Regions from separate parts of the Mus musculus genome. Here all the other regions are linked to region 1. A link is a contact called in public ChIA-PET and HiChIP or PLAC-seq data. All regions are on one chromosome and are shown on one strand. The core of a region is the stretch at or near the end of the contact, and the rest is flanking DNA. Distances in the headings are between cores, read along the strand shown. Region 1 has its middle 37 kb from the start of Setmar. Region 2 overlaps Itpr1 (inositol 1,4,5-trisphosphate receptor 1). Region 3 overlaps Itpr1 (inositol 1,4,5-trisphosphate receptor 1).

Region 1 (4,286 bases), core at 1,150-3,649:
GCTCCAGATCAAACTAGATCATGGGCATTAAGCACTCCTGAGCACCTAGGAGGTGCCTGAAATTGCTAGCTGCGAAGTATAGTAATCAGAAGCCATAGCACCAAGAAGTCAAACCTCAGCAGGGAAGAGCGAAGTGGGTGCTTCAGACTGCAAGAGCCTGGCCCTTCTAACTGGCTTTGTAATACAGCCATCTCCTAAAGAGAAGACATTAAGGACACAGAGGGTCCCAGACCATTGTCCCCTCGAGTGAAGGCTTCCATGTTGAGAAACCTTCCTTGACATGTGGAACACTTGTGGGAGTCTGACATTAGACTGATTCCAGCTATGAGACTTGTCCATGCACCACATGATGTTTCAAAGGCTATGTGGAAGATGTGACGTGCATGGCAGCTTCTTGGAAGGTCATTTAAGCTGTTCTTAGAGTAATTTGTGCTCAGTTCTTGCTGGGCTGTCTTCAGAGGGGTTGGAGAAGGGTGAGTCATGTTCTTCAAAGACAAAGACAGGTAGTTACTGTGGGACCTGGCTTCTCTCCTAGAGAATTCACTCTCAAAGTTCTCACTCCTAAAAAAGACAGAGAACTCAAAAGAAGCTATATACCATGAAGTCTCTTGAAAATTCTATAGTACACTCATGTGATACTAGGAATGAAGAAGGAGGAAGAGGAAGAGGAGGGGACTACTACTACTACTACTACTACTACTAGTAATGTTGAAAATACTGCTGACTCACTGACCCTGATGATGCTGGAGAAGCTCAGAGCCCCAAACCATAACACATGAACTGCTGAGCTAGGAAAGCCCTGTACCCTGTGAGTCCTTTCTCCCAAACCCTAATTGTCCCCTTGAACAACATCTTAACCTTTAAATGTGGGAGCTGATGAAGTTAGAACGGAGATCCTGGACCTGTAATCACAGCAAAAAGGATACATTTAAATCATGAGGCTGAACTAAACCAAACTCAAATCAGCTCAGAGAACAGTTCACCGGCTGGCCAAGATCTCACCAACCAAGATGCTGCCCCTGCTTTCCTGCTCTTTGCTAAATTGCTATGCTCCTAAGTAACTTCTCCTTTAATTGAGATGCTGAGGATCAAACTAAGGGCCTTGGACATGCCCGGTAAGCACTCTGCCAGGGAATTACAAGGCCAGCCCCATAAGAGGCACTTTCATTGGGAGGTAGGTTAAAGAGGATGAGCTTCGGAATTACAGACAACGGCAAAGACCAGATCCAACTTTCCTTTTGTATAGACACTTTGTGCAGCAGACAGACCATTGGGCATAGGAGGGATTTGCCAAGTCAGGGATCTGGAATATAACTTGTTAATTAATAGGCATCTGAGTAACACGTTCATGTAGCCTTAGTCCAGTTTGCTCTTTGTTTATAGATATAACTATAGCTGACCAGTCCTACCTGACTGTACCTATCTCTTTCTTTGCTTTGTCTTTTTTTTTTAAAGATTTATTTATTTATTATATGTAAGTACACTGTAGCTGTCTTCAGGTACTTTTTCTGCTCGCTCTGGCCCCTCTCACTCCTGTCCTGCTCTGGTCCTGCTCAGGCCCAAAGATTCATTCATTCATTATATGTAAGTACATTGTAGCTGTCTTCAGAAACCCAGAAGAGGACATCAGATTTTATTATGGAAGTTTGTGAGCCACCATGTGGTTGCTGGGATTTGAACTCAGGACCTTCAGAAGAGCAGTCAGTGCTCTTAACTACTGAGCCATTGAGAAATGAGGACCTAGAAAACCATGAAGTATACCACGCTAAACACTTGAACTTACCATTCTCTCCTTGGTCCATAATCCCCATAGGTGGGCATTATCACTAAATATATTTTACCTTGAGGAACAACGTTACCTGCCTAATGGTGGCTCAGGGAATTGGACAGGAACAGAGGGACATATCTGCAATGGCCTCCTTCAACATGATGCTGAAGACAATTACTGAAGGAAGAGACTCAAGACGCATTTTCCGGTGTCACTTAAAGAAAAATAAGATTTTATTTGGCAAGTGCATAAAGGAAAAAGACTTGTAGCCTTTGAGAAAGCAAGCAACAGGCATGGACAAAATGCAGGCCAACCTTTATCAGCACATGAGGACAGCCTCACCTCTTTTCCTCTGGCAGCCACTAGCTGGTCTCATTTTTCTCCTAGGCTGATTCTGAGCTTTGAATAGCACTTTAGTGAGGTGCCAAACTGACATGCTAGAAGTCACTCTGATAGCTTCCATTCCCCTCAGCAGATAAAGCACAGAGTTTGTCAAACAGGACCTAGATTCAGGCCAGGACAGCCATTTTATCTCACCTTCAATTATTCTGAAATTCCAAAGACCCAATGAACCAGCCTTCTTGTGATGAAGGCTTTAGGGTCAATGATCATTTGGGGACAGATCAGAATCTGAAGCTGGCCATTTCGATCCCTTGGTGTTAAGCCCTTGAACTTTCAGAACTCAAGTAGGGCAAGTTTCAAAATCTAGCGTTTCTTACTTCATAGCCTACCTAAATATCATCTGTAATGATTTTGCTTAATCAAAAAATTAATTAAATTCTGGCTCTAATGTTCTAAACACAACAGTGGGAAAAAGCAGCTCTGGCTAACTGCCAAGGTTTCATCCCAGGCTCTCGGAGTTAATCATTTCCATGGTGTTTTAAGCATGAGAAACACCAAAGGCCAGATTCTGTGGAACTAAGGTCTGTTCTGGGGGACTTTGTATTACAAGAAGCAAGTTTCAACCAATAAAAATGAAGCCATCGGTCAGAGGAACCTGACATTTGTGGTACCAGCTGGTATTAACCGGAAAACTTAGCGATGATGGCCGAAGGGCCTGAAAACGTCCTGTCAGTGTATCAACTGATCACACAAGTCTGGGAAATCATTCTAGGTGTGATGGGGTGGGGATGGAGGCATGGAGCTTTCCCAGAGACTTCTGAGTAAAATGAGGTCCCTAGGCAAGCTGCTGCCCTTTCTCTCTCACACATACTCCTTGTGTACCACTGCAGGGTCAGTCATTCTTCCCATGTATAGTGCACTGCATAAAGTGAATTTTCCACTGTGTGCACTTTATCCATTTTTCAGACTTACTTGATTTTGTCATGTATAGAGTGCTTTACCTCCCCATGTGTAATGTGTGTAATGTATAGAGTGCTTTACCTTCCTGTGTCTGGATCATGAGAATGTGTAGCGTCCATAGGTACCAGAAGAAGATGTCAGATCCTCTGGAACTGGAGTTCCAGGTGGCTGTGGGCAACCACGTTACGTGCCAGGAACCAACCCCAGATCCTTAGGGCCAGAGGATGTGGAACTGCACTCCATCTTAGGCCACACAACAGGAAGGAAGCGAAGGGATCAGCAGGTACAGATGCTTGCTGCCAACTACCACTACCTGAGTTTGAGCACCAGGACCAGGGCAGAAGACTCCCACACATGACCTCCGTGTGTGTTGTAGCACATAGACACAAAAGCATAAAATGTGGTAAGAAATGTTATTTTAAACGCAAATATCTAGCTCTTCCATAGCATTGGACAATTTAGCCGTTCCAGCCTGATCTCTCAGCCTCTTTAGAACGGGCCTCACTTACATACACACAGCCTGCTCCACCTGTGACATTTTGGGTGTGCTGTTGTTGTTTTGTGTACCTCCCCCACCCCCACTCCCTCCACACTTCCTTTTCCTGATAGCTAGCCTTCAGGTTAGTCCTTTTGTGTTAGGATAACTGTCCGTGGAAAGGAGGAGAGAAAGGTGTACGTATAGCATCATTTCAAAATGGAAAAAAAAAAAATCAATGAAATAAAATACCCTCTATCATGCCTCTTATAAAATTCCTACAGTTTTGGGACAAAAAGGAAGTGATGTTTGTTTCCAAAATATCCCCTGTCCTATGGCAGCTATAGATTTAACTGCATGGAAAAAATTCTAAGTGCTACTGGAAAACTGAAGATAAAGGTGATTCCTTTAGCAAAGCTCATCACCAGAGAGTGAGAACGCTGGAGTTCCCAGGGCTCAAGGCCATTATTCTATTGTATGTCAACATTCATTTATCAGGGAAGACGTGGAAACAGAAGTGACCCACTCTGACACTATTTTGGAACCATTCACCATGCCTGTGCCCTAATCAACACGTCCTGAAATAAATGCCACCTTCCATTGCACTCTTTTCCTGAAGAGCAATGGGCAACTGAAATGTTTTGTCCAAAAGAGGTGGGAACCTGGAAGAAAAAAAAAATCTGCATTGCTACAGAATTGTGTTCTGTTCTCAGAGTTTATAGGCTGAACCCTGTGAAGTTT
Region 2 (4,286 bases), core at 1,136-3,635, 220 kb after region 1:
CTAAAAGATAACATTCAACTGTTTGGTGAATGGAGACTGGAGCCCTAGATTAGCTCCGTTTCTCACTGCTCTAACAAAATCCCTGACAAAGGAACTTCCAGAAAGAAAGGTTTGTTTTGGCCCATGACTTACGGTTGCAGTCCATCATGTTGCTATAGGCGTGCCATCAGGATAAAAAGACGTCAGAACAGAACCAGGGAGTAGACAGATGCGTGCTGCTCTTAGCTCATTTCCTCTGTTTTGAATCTCAACCTGTAGGATGGTGCCACCCACATCTAGGGTAGGTCTTTTCCCTCCACAATTAAGCATTTCTGGAAACACCCTCATAGGCACATCCAGGGGCGTGTTTCCATGGTGATTCTGAATCCACTTGACAGTAAGGATTAACTATCATAAGCCCCATGACCTCACCACAACCTTTGCACTAGGAGCCAAGATTCTACATTGTGATTCTTTGGGAGATAACCATCTCTAAAGCCTGGCAGCGTCCTTTAGTACAAAGCAGTCCTCACCTCTAAGGGATTATTAATGGTGCCCAAAATACATATAGCATTGAGCAACTCTGTTCTTCAAAGCACACCATTTGTATGTTAGAATCATTTGTAGCATCTTCTTGAGACTTTGTGATTAGGCCCCAACATCTGAGGCAGGACTGTACTAAACCTTTGTGGTAGGAGAATTTTGACAGTCATTCTTCTTGGCAGATATTTTGAATTTTTGAAAAGTGCTTTAGTAGTGGGCTGTGTTTGCTAGGCTAAAAATAATGTGTAAGCACATGAAGCATAGGTCATGAAAGAAAGTAAGAAAACAGTTTTCATCTTCAGGGCAGACACTGGATGTCTGTAAAGTGAGCCCCAATGTAATAGTTTCTGTTTAGCTAGGCATAGAGTTAGGGTTAGGTTCACTGAGGGTAGGTATAAATACGTGCAAATATCAAATGTGGTACTGTGCAAACTGCATATCTACATGTAGGAAAATGAAACTAGGTCCCTGTCTCTCACCCTTCAGTTCAAAATGAACCAACAACCTTAATATAACATCAGAAACTCTAAAACCGTCAGAGGGGAACACTTGAAGTTATAAGTAGAGGCAAGACATTTCTCGAAGTGACTCCAGTAGTTCGGGAGATTATCCCAAGTATTGACAAATGGGATTGCATGGAATTAGACAGCTTTGGCACAGTAGAAGAAGTGATAGAGTCAAGAGACGAGCGTACAGGCTGCGAGAAAATCTTTGCGAGCTATGCACGTGACACGTACAGTTGGAGATCAATACCTAGAATATATAACAAAGTAAAAAGTTTAAGTCCTTGAAAAATCATCATTCAGTCAATAAATGGGCAAATGAATTGAACAGGCATCGAAGGAAGACATGAAGAGTTAACAGCTGTACATCAAAAAGTTCAACCTTCATAGCCAGAAGGGAAAACTACATTTAAACTAGATTTGGATTCCACCTCACCCTGGTCAGAATGTCGATCAAGAAAGCAAATGACAAATGTTGGTGAGGATGTGGGGGAAAGGAGCCCTTATTTACAACTGGTGGGAATGTAACTTCTGCAGCAATCGCTATGGAAATCAGTCTAGAGGTTCCTTCAAGAGCTAAAAATAGGACTACCCGGTGATTCAGCTCTTCCACTCCTGGGTGCATACCTAAAGGGATCTAAGCCAGCACGCCACCAAGATGCTTGGGGACATGGATTGTGATGTGCTGGTTACAGTGGATCAGATACGGAACCAGCATAGAGGCTCAACCCTAGATGAACAGATAGAGAAAGAGCGGTGCACATACTAGTGAGAGTGCAGTACGTCGCAGGAAAAGGGGTGGGTCTATCTGCAGGTTGGTGCGATAAGCAAAATCATGTTTTCTTTATGTGTAGGATCCGTATTTCAATCTATCTGTCCACGTGACACGAAATTAGGAAGGGGTTGCTTGGGAGAAGAAAACAGTGAGATGGGAAGAAAGAATGACGAAATAGATAATGAACAAAGTCCAGTGATCTGTTTGTCTTTAAATATCTCAGTGAGGCTGATGAGTTTGAGTGCTGATTAAAAATGATCTTTTCTGAATGGTGAGGGCATGGCCCCACACCCACCTGACAGGAGCTGTCTCGGAGTGCTGGGTGGAGCACAGTCCTGGGGTGGTCCAGGTTAGGTTCTCATCGTCTCTCTAAGTAGCAAGCAGGAAAGAAAGGGATAGCAAAGTATACATGGGCAGGCATCCTTGTTCTCTTCCTGTGGAGAACTGAGGCAAAGCCGTCTGCGGCAGCTCTGCTCGGCTGTTGGTTCCTTTTCTATTTCCAGTCCGTACCCACTGCACAGATGAGGAAATCATCTGTGGGGCTACGGGCCTGGCTCCCGAGCAACTGACTCCTCTGGCTTCTTTCTTTGTGTACACAGTGATCTTCCTTCCCTGCCAGCGGCCTGTACCTGCCAAGCTCCGCCGAGGGCTTCGCTAGATGGCTTTCGCATCTCGGCTTGCTTTTGTGTCCCCGTGTCCCCGTGATGCAGACACTCTTCAGGCTTCCCATGGTGCCTGCAACCAGGTTTTACTGACTTTAAGTGAAAGGCACATCACATCGTGGGGCAGAAACAGCCTACTTTCCTTTTGTGTAGTGAAAAAAAAGTGTACTTTTCCAGGAGACTCTGGGAAGGACCAGCCTGGTAACTTATGTAACTCCTTTCATGCCAGGCTGCCTTAAGCCTTCCAAAGCCCTTTGGTGGCTATAAGCTGGCGTGGCTAAGGCTGCAGGTTTTGAAACACCAGGCCTGGTGCAGTGAGATCTCTTTGCTTTTGACTCTGAGAGGTGAAATGAGTTCAATATAGCAAGAGTTTTCACCCCAAAGCCTACAGTGTTGTTTGTGTCACAAATGTGACTTTTCTCGCTCTACCCCCGACTCTCCATGTGTCCATGTGTTAGATTCTTTTTATTGGATAGATCCATCCAGCATTCCTTTTTTTCCCCCCACAACCTTCTCTCATTCCCTTTATGTTGAATTACAGCTTCAAAACAAAACAAACAAACAAGCCAAAACCTCCTTGAACCAAGTGAATTCTTTGGGTTTGGTTAAAAAGTGTAAGCTTGAAAATAAATTTCAAAGGTGGTTTTTAAGACTTTCTATTGAACAAAGAGTAAAACCTGGAGACTGGAGAACGGTCGGACGTGCAGCGCCGACCTTCAGCAGTGACGAGCCAGCACCTTGCTTCATGGACTTGATTAACGTGATGTCATTTCCAGACATTGTGTTATTTGGTTTGAGAGGACATTTTCAAGTTGCTTCCAATTCCAGCTGTTGGGGTAGAATCGGCAACCCAGGAAAGCCGTCCTGTGCTCTGTTGCAGGCCCCCTGGGCCAAAAGGGATCAGGCCTGAAAAACTGCATTGCCTGAGTGAGTCTGTGTTGGTGACACAGAAGACTGAAGCCATAGGGGAAGTTGGTGATGTCATCTCTCTCGCTTTCCCCTCCCCTTCCCACTCCCAACCCTGAACCCTGACCAAACAAAGCATATTTTTCTAGTGATAGAAATCAGACACTTTTGACCTTTTTCTTGAAGGGAAATTTTGTTTTTCTTCTTCCTTTTCCTTATCAGCAAGATCTTCCTTTTCATGGAACCATAAAAAGAAATTCATTGTTTGAGGTCTTTTTAAATACATGTATGTATATATACGTCCATCTATGTACACATATATATGTACAGACGTTAAATGTATCACTGATTAAATTTTACCTACTCATTTCATTCCCATGCTTGAATATACCGAAAATTACTCTTTCCCTAAAACGCATCTGATCTCTCCAAGCACCAGCATCCCACTCCCCAACAGAGGTGACCACTGTTTTGATATTGTCAGGAATTTCATATAAATGGGGCCACTCTGTGTCAACAGACTCATTTTGTTATCACTGCCTTGTGACCTTTCACTCAAAGTAAAATAATATTTGTGAAACCTGTCCCTGCTGTTTTCGTGTGACACTGGCTTGCTTTTTAGGGCAGCATGGCCTCCCCGCATCTCGGTGTTGCGTGACTGTGCCGTTTGCCTGCCCACTGTTTCACAGCAATGGTATTTAATTGACTCATCACTGTGTTAGGATGTGTTCAGAGGCCTTCAAGTGAAGTAGCTGATTTCATTTTGAAAGTTAACTTGTGATCTAGCTCTTGTGGCTATTCCCTGTGGAGATAAGAAACTTAAATATGTAGATAATTTCCCCCAAATTATTCAAAATGTAAGCGATGGAGCAGACTATACTCCTGAACGTTGGAGGATGCACACAGATCTTCACTTCC
Region 3 (4,286 bases), core at 736-3,235, 180 kb after region 1:
GGAGACAGACAGGGTCATTATTAGAGAACTTACAAAGATTAAGTTGGGCCATGAAAGATGAGTAAGAGATAAAGATAAGAAGAGCCAGTGAGGCTGGAATGAGGGACCATTCTCATACAGAAATCTTTTCCTTCTTCTTTCTTCTTCCCTCCTTCCTTCCCTCCCTCCCTCCCTGCCATTTGCCCTAGTTACCCGAGATTAAACCTTTTAGGCAAGCATTCAGCCACTGAGCTATATTCCCAGGCTATTATAAGACTATAGTCACAGATGGATGAAGTACAAATGTACTATATTTTACCAATAAACTCTGTGTGATGCTGAGGTTGGAGCAGGTGATGGGTGTCAGATCTGAAGGCTCTTAATGGATAAGGACAATTTGCTTTTGTTGATAATAGTATTACTGTTAATTTAAAGATGGCCTTTCATGGTAAGTTCTTATGATGAATGAATTCCATACAATCACCTTATTTAGCCAACAGAGCAATCTTATTACAGTGAGCATGTCCTAGCTTAAAAGTTTGACGAGTGTGTGAAACCTGTTCAGCCTCATAGTCAGCAATGGATTCTATTCTTGGTAGGAACAGAGGTCCACTGAGCCCAGGGTTTCTCTGTGACTGTGGAAGTGGGATGTATCCCCCTTTGTTTGCTGTTGTATGCATGTCTGTGGGGGTGTTGGCTGGTATGTGTTTATGTGTTTGCATGTATGTGTGTGTGTGTGTGTGTGTGTACATGGGTGTTACTTTAACTATATGTGCACTCCTGCATGTGGAAGCCTGAGACTAATACCAGGCATCTTCCTCCATCACTAATTTATTCATTGAGGCAGGGTTTCTCGGTTGAACTTAAAGTCTGAAAATACAGCTAATCTAGCTAACCAACTGGCCCTGGGGATCCCTTTTCTTCCTCTGAGCCCTGAATTTCAGGTGGGTTGTTATGCCCACCTGGCAATCGTAAGTAAGTGGTCATGTAAGTGTGGTCTTTGCTTTCCTCACATTTGCGTCCTCCGGCTTTAGGGTGTTCTTCATACTGAGATAAATGGGCACCATGTTTGCCACATTCCAGGTGCTCTAAGGTTTGGGAAGAAGAATGTTGCCCACTTACAGGTCTGGTCACTGCATCTCTTTTAAGATGAGTCTGGTGTCATAAGCATTAACTCTATTGATAAATTTGGTGAGGCTTGGATCAATGAATAATTCTCGTGTCAGCTGAATGCAGGCAGTGTTTTGGAGCTGATCTACAGTGATGCAATCAGTGGGAGATTGGGGGAGGGGCAGGGGAAGAGGAGGAGGTGGTGAGAACAGGATGCTGATTAAACAGTAAGTTCTTGTGTTCCTGTTTGTGGCTTGCTGACTTGGATTGCCTGTGTTTATGAATGATAGGATAAACATGTTTCTGATGACAATCCAGAGAGGGAGCAAAAATGGCAGCAAAACAAGGAACTGTTGCTCATGCATCAACTGGTAAGCAGCGCTCCTCGGTAGCAGCGCATGGCAGTCTTGTGGGCGTTGGGAAGGAGGGAAGGAAGAGTCTGTTACTGAGAGCACGGTCCGGGATGGAGCTGTACCCACGCAAAGTATACCCACCATCTGGCCTGGGCTGTGCTTCCGAAACAATGGCCCACGGCTTATAGAGTCTGATAAATCCTGAGCCGAATGGCAGCATCGAGTTTTTAGTGTATTTAGTTATAGAATGCACTGGTCCTGTTAGGGAGAATGGTGGCAGTTACAGGAATTGCTGAATCCTAGTATCCCTAAGATGTGTGAGCCACCTTAAGCAGGTCTAAGTTAGGGGACTTAGCCAAGACAGACAGCTAGTTAGTATGGAGACAGGACTACGGCCTTTGAGAGACATCTGATGATCATGCTTAGCAGTTTGCTGTCTACCTTTCTCAAAGATCTCCTGCCCATCTGAAGGCTGATAGGAATCAGCCTAAGAGCACAGTTTTAGGAGTTTTCTTGCCCCGTAATGACTCTTCTGGACCTTGCTCTTGACACGACAGTACTTCTCGGCCTTCCCCGTCTCTCTTGGAGTTGGTATCTGTATCTACACGTTTACTACCTAGCTCTTTTTAAGTGTTGCAGATTATTCGTTTTATAGTATAATTATGCCAGAGTGGAATTGTCTACACTCGGTGGTATATATACATTTAAGTTATTCATTTATTACTGTTAGGAGTAGTATTACTAAGTTACTAAGCAAAAAATTGTACAGCTCTTCTCTTCATGTGCTTTGCTTTTCTAAAGGCTGGATAAATATTAACTTTTTTTTTTTAATTGCATCATGATCTTTGTTGGTCTTACAGGAAAATAAGTTGAGTCAGGGAAGAAGTTAACGAATTACCTAATGTCCCATAAGCATGCTGTTAGGATTTCAAGCCAGGCTGATTTCAGCACTGTCACTGTGCCCTGAGCATTGTGCTGCATTTGAGCAGTCACAGCCTTCCCCTAGCTCTTTGTTCACTCGTCCAAGTGCTGATATGCCGGGTGAGTGGCACAGCCATGGAGTTACCAAAGCTTTGTTTTCCTAATACAGTTTTAAAAAAAATGAACTCTGTTTTGTCAATTCGAGTTCTTAGGAAAAGAGTTGAGAGAAATTTACAGTGTTTTCTCATTGACTCCGTGCCCCACAACACCTATGCAGTTTCCTGTTGTGCTGACACCATCTACCAGAGTGGCGGACCATTAGGATAGATGAATGACATCATTGTTACTCGAAGCTCATAGTGTGAGTATTTCACCCTGGACACGATGTATAGTAAGTGGTGTTGGGCATATTTGTGATAGTGTGTCCACTATTGCAGCATCTCACAGAAGAGTTGAACTGTTGTGACAGCCCCTCTGCTCTTGCTGTCTAGCCTCCCAAGTCCCTGACTCTTGGAAACCATCAGTCTTTGAACTGTTTCTATGTTGTTATTTCCCACCAGGAAGAGACATGTAGTTAGGATAACAATGCTTCTTCCACATTGACTTTTTTTCAGTTACTAATACACTTTTTAATTTCCTCTTTATCTCTTCCTGGCTTGATAGGTCATTTCCGTTTTAGCACTGAGTAATACTTTGGAGAGACCCAAATCTCTATCCTTATCTCTATCACTCTCTGAAGACATACAGGATGCATTCAAGTTTTGCCAGTTGTAAATAAAGCTGCTATAGACACCCATAAGCAGGTTTTGTGTGGAGATGTTTTCAGCACCTTTGGGTAAACACTTAGAAACATCAAGATGGCTTCTGTTGAAAATCGTCTTCAACGGTGTACTCCTTACTTAGTGCATCCAGCCTCTTGTCAGATAGAAACCATCAATAATTTAGTAAAGTGTTTGGTTCCAGTTTACTCATTTAGTGAGTGGCAGTTAGTGACTTGAACCCAGAGCCTCAACTTTGAAATCACCCTTCAGTTTCTTTTTGACTGTGTTCAGTTCCTTCTCATTGGGATGAACTATGTTAGCAGGTGGTTTGATGAGACCTGCAAATAGTGAAGTGTTTATTTCCAGCTGAAAGAAGAGTGTGTGTGTGTTTTGTTTATGTATGTGTGTGGAGGCTGAAAACTGAAGTTATCGTCTTCGAATTTGCTTTTTTTCTTCACATTAATTTGACTTATGGTGTCCTTTTCTCCTCTACCAGAGGAGCCGTACAGGACTGTGACTCAGCCCAGGAACGGTGGGACAGTCCCGGTTCTAAATGTGACTCTGAATTTGGGGTTTCAAGTGGTGATTTTGGCCTGAGTGTAATTTCAGCAACAGTCACACGTTCACAGCATAAACTCATCTAAATTTATCAGTCACTGCATCGTAACAAATCCATGTCTCATTCCGTTCTCTGTTTTCTTTCCTACAAGAATATTCTGCACTCCTGAGTAAGTTCTGAGTAGCATTGGACTATCCTCAAATTGGCCAATTTATTAATTCATCTTGAAAACTTGGAAAAAGATGCTTCGGAGTGGATGTTCTGAATGAGATTTTTCTTTTATTTGGCAGGCAGAGTTATGTAAATACAAAGATAGTGTAACTGAAGTAAAGTAATTCTAATAGGGTAGGCGATCGGATGATGAGTTTCAACAATGCTGAGGACGCACTACGGCAGATGGGACAAGAAGAACTAAAAGCAACAGCAAACTCAGGGCAGGGGTCAAGATGGAGCTAAAGGAAATTCCTGAATTTATTTTATATTAAAATATGTGTAAATATTAATTGATTTAAACCTTATAATTTGAAAAGGAAATGTACTCACATTATATTCCTTTGTATACATTAAGGGAAAGCGGCCAGATTCAGAACAATAATTGCCACA

What was found. ChIA-PET counts read pairs in DNA pulled down with a chosen protein or histone mark. HiChIP or PLAC-seq counts read pairs in DNA pulled down with a chosen protein or histone mark.
Region 2: an H3K27ac HiChIP or PLAC-seq map of hepatocytes shows a contact between it and region 1, with 5 times the contacts expected there. The contact joins two enhancer-like sites. A contact is called at or near these places in 4 of 484 Hi-C or Micro-C datasets (bone marrow-derived macrophages, brown adipocytes, liver and 1 more), 8 of 115 datasets of contacts at active chromatin or transcription factors (bone marrow-derived dendritic cells, embryonic stem cells, epiblast stem cells and 5 more) and 1 of 9 other capture datasets (embryonic stem cells).
Region 3: a contact with region 1 is called in an H3K27ac ChIA-PET map of liver, with 5 times the contacts expected there. The contact joins two enhancer-like sites. A contact is called at or near these places in 3 of 484 Hi-C or Micro-C datasets (liver and nephron progenitors), 2 of 115 datasets of contacts at active chromatin or transcription factors (kidney and liver) and 1 of 9 other capture datasets (embryonic stem cells).

Annotation. Positions count from the first base shown.
Region 1 is chr6:108,099,977-108,104,262 of GRCm38.p6, forward strand. No RefSeq gene overlaps it. Among named protein-coding and RNA genes, the nearest start is that of Setmar, 37 kb to the left of the region's middle. Within about 2 kb of position 2,400, at least 7 of the 459 cell types and tissues checked have an H3K27ac peak or open chromatin away from gene starts, as enhancers often do. A contact at or near this core is called in hepatocytes and liver, where this site is marked.
Region 2 is chr6:108,324,391-108,328,676 of GRCm38.p6, forward strand. All of the region lies in intron 4 of Itpr1 (inositol 1,4,5-trisphosphate receptor 1), which reads left to right. Among named protein-coding and RNA genes, the nearest start is that of Itpr1, 110 kb to the left of the region's middle. Within about 2 kb of position 2,386, at least 80 of the 459 cell types and tissues checked have an H3K27ac peak or open chromatin away from gene starts, as enhancers often do. A contact at or near this core is called in hepatocytes and liver, where this site is marked.
Region 3 is chr6:108,275,801-108,280,086 of GRCm38.p6, forward strand. The region is part of intron 4 of Itpr1 (inositol 1,4,5-trisphosphate receptor 1); the gene reads left to right. Among named protein-coding and RNA genes, the nearest start is that of Itpr1, 65 kb to the left of the region's middle. Within about 2 kb of position 1,986, at least 25 of the 459 cell types and tissues checked have an H3K27ac peak or open chromatin away from gene starts, as enhancers often do. A contact at or near this core is called in liver, where this site is marked.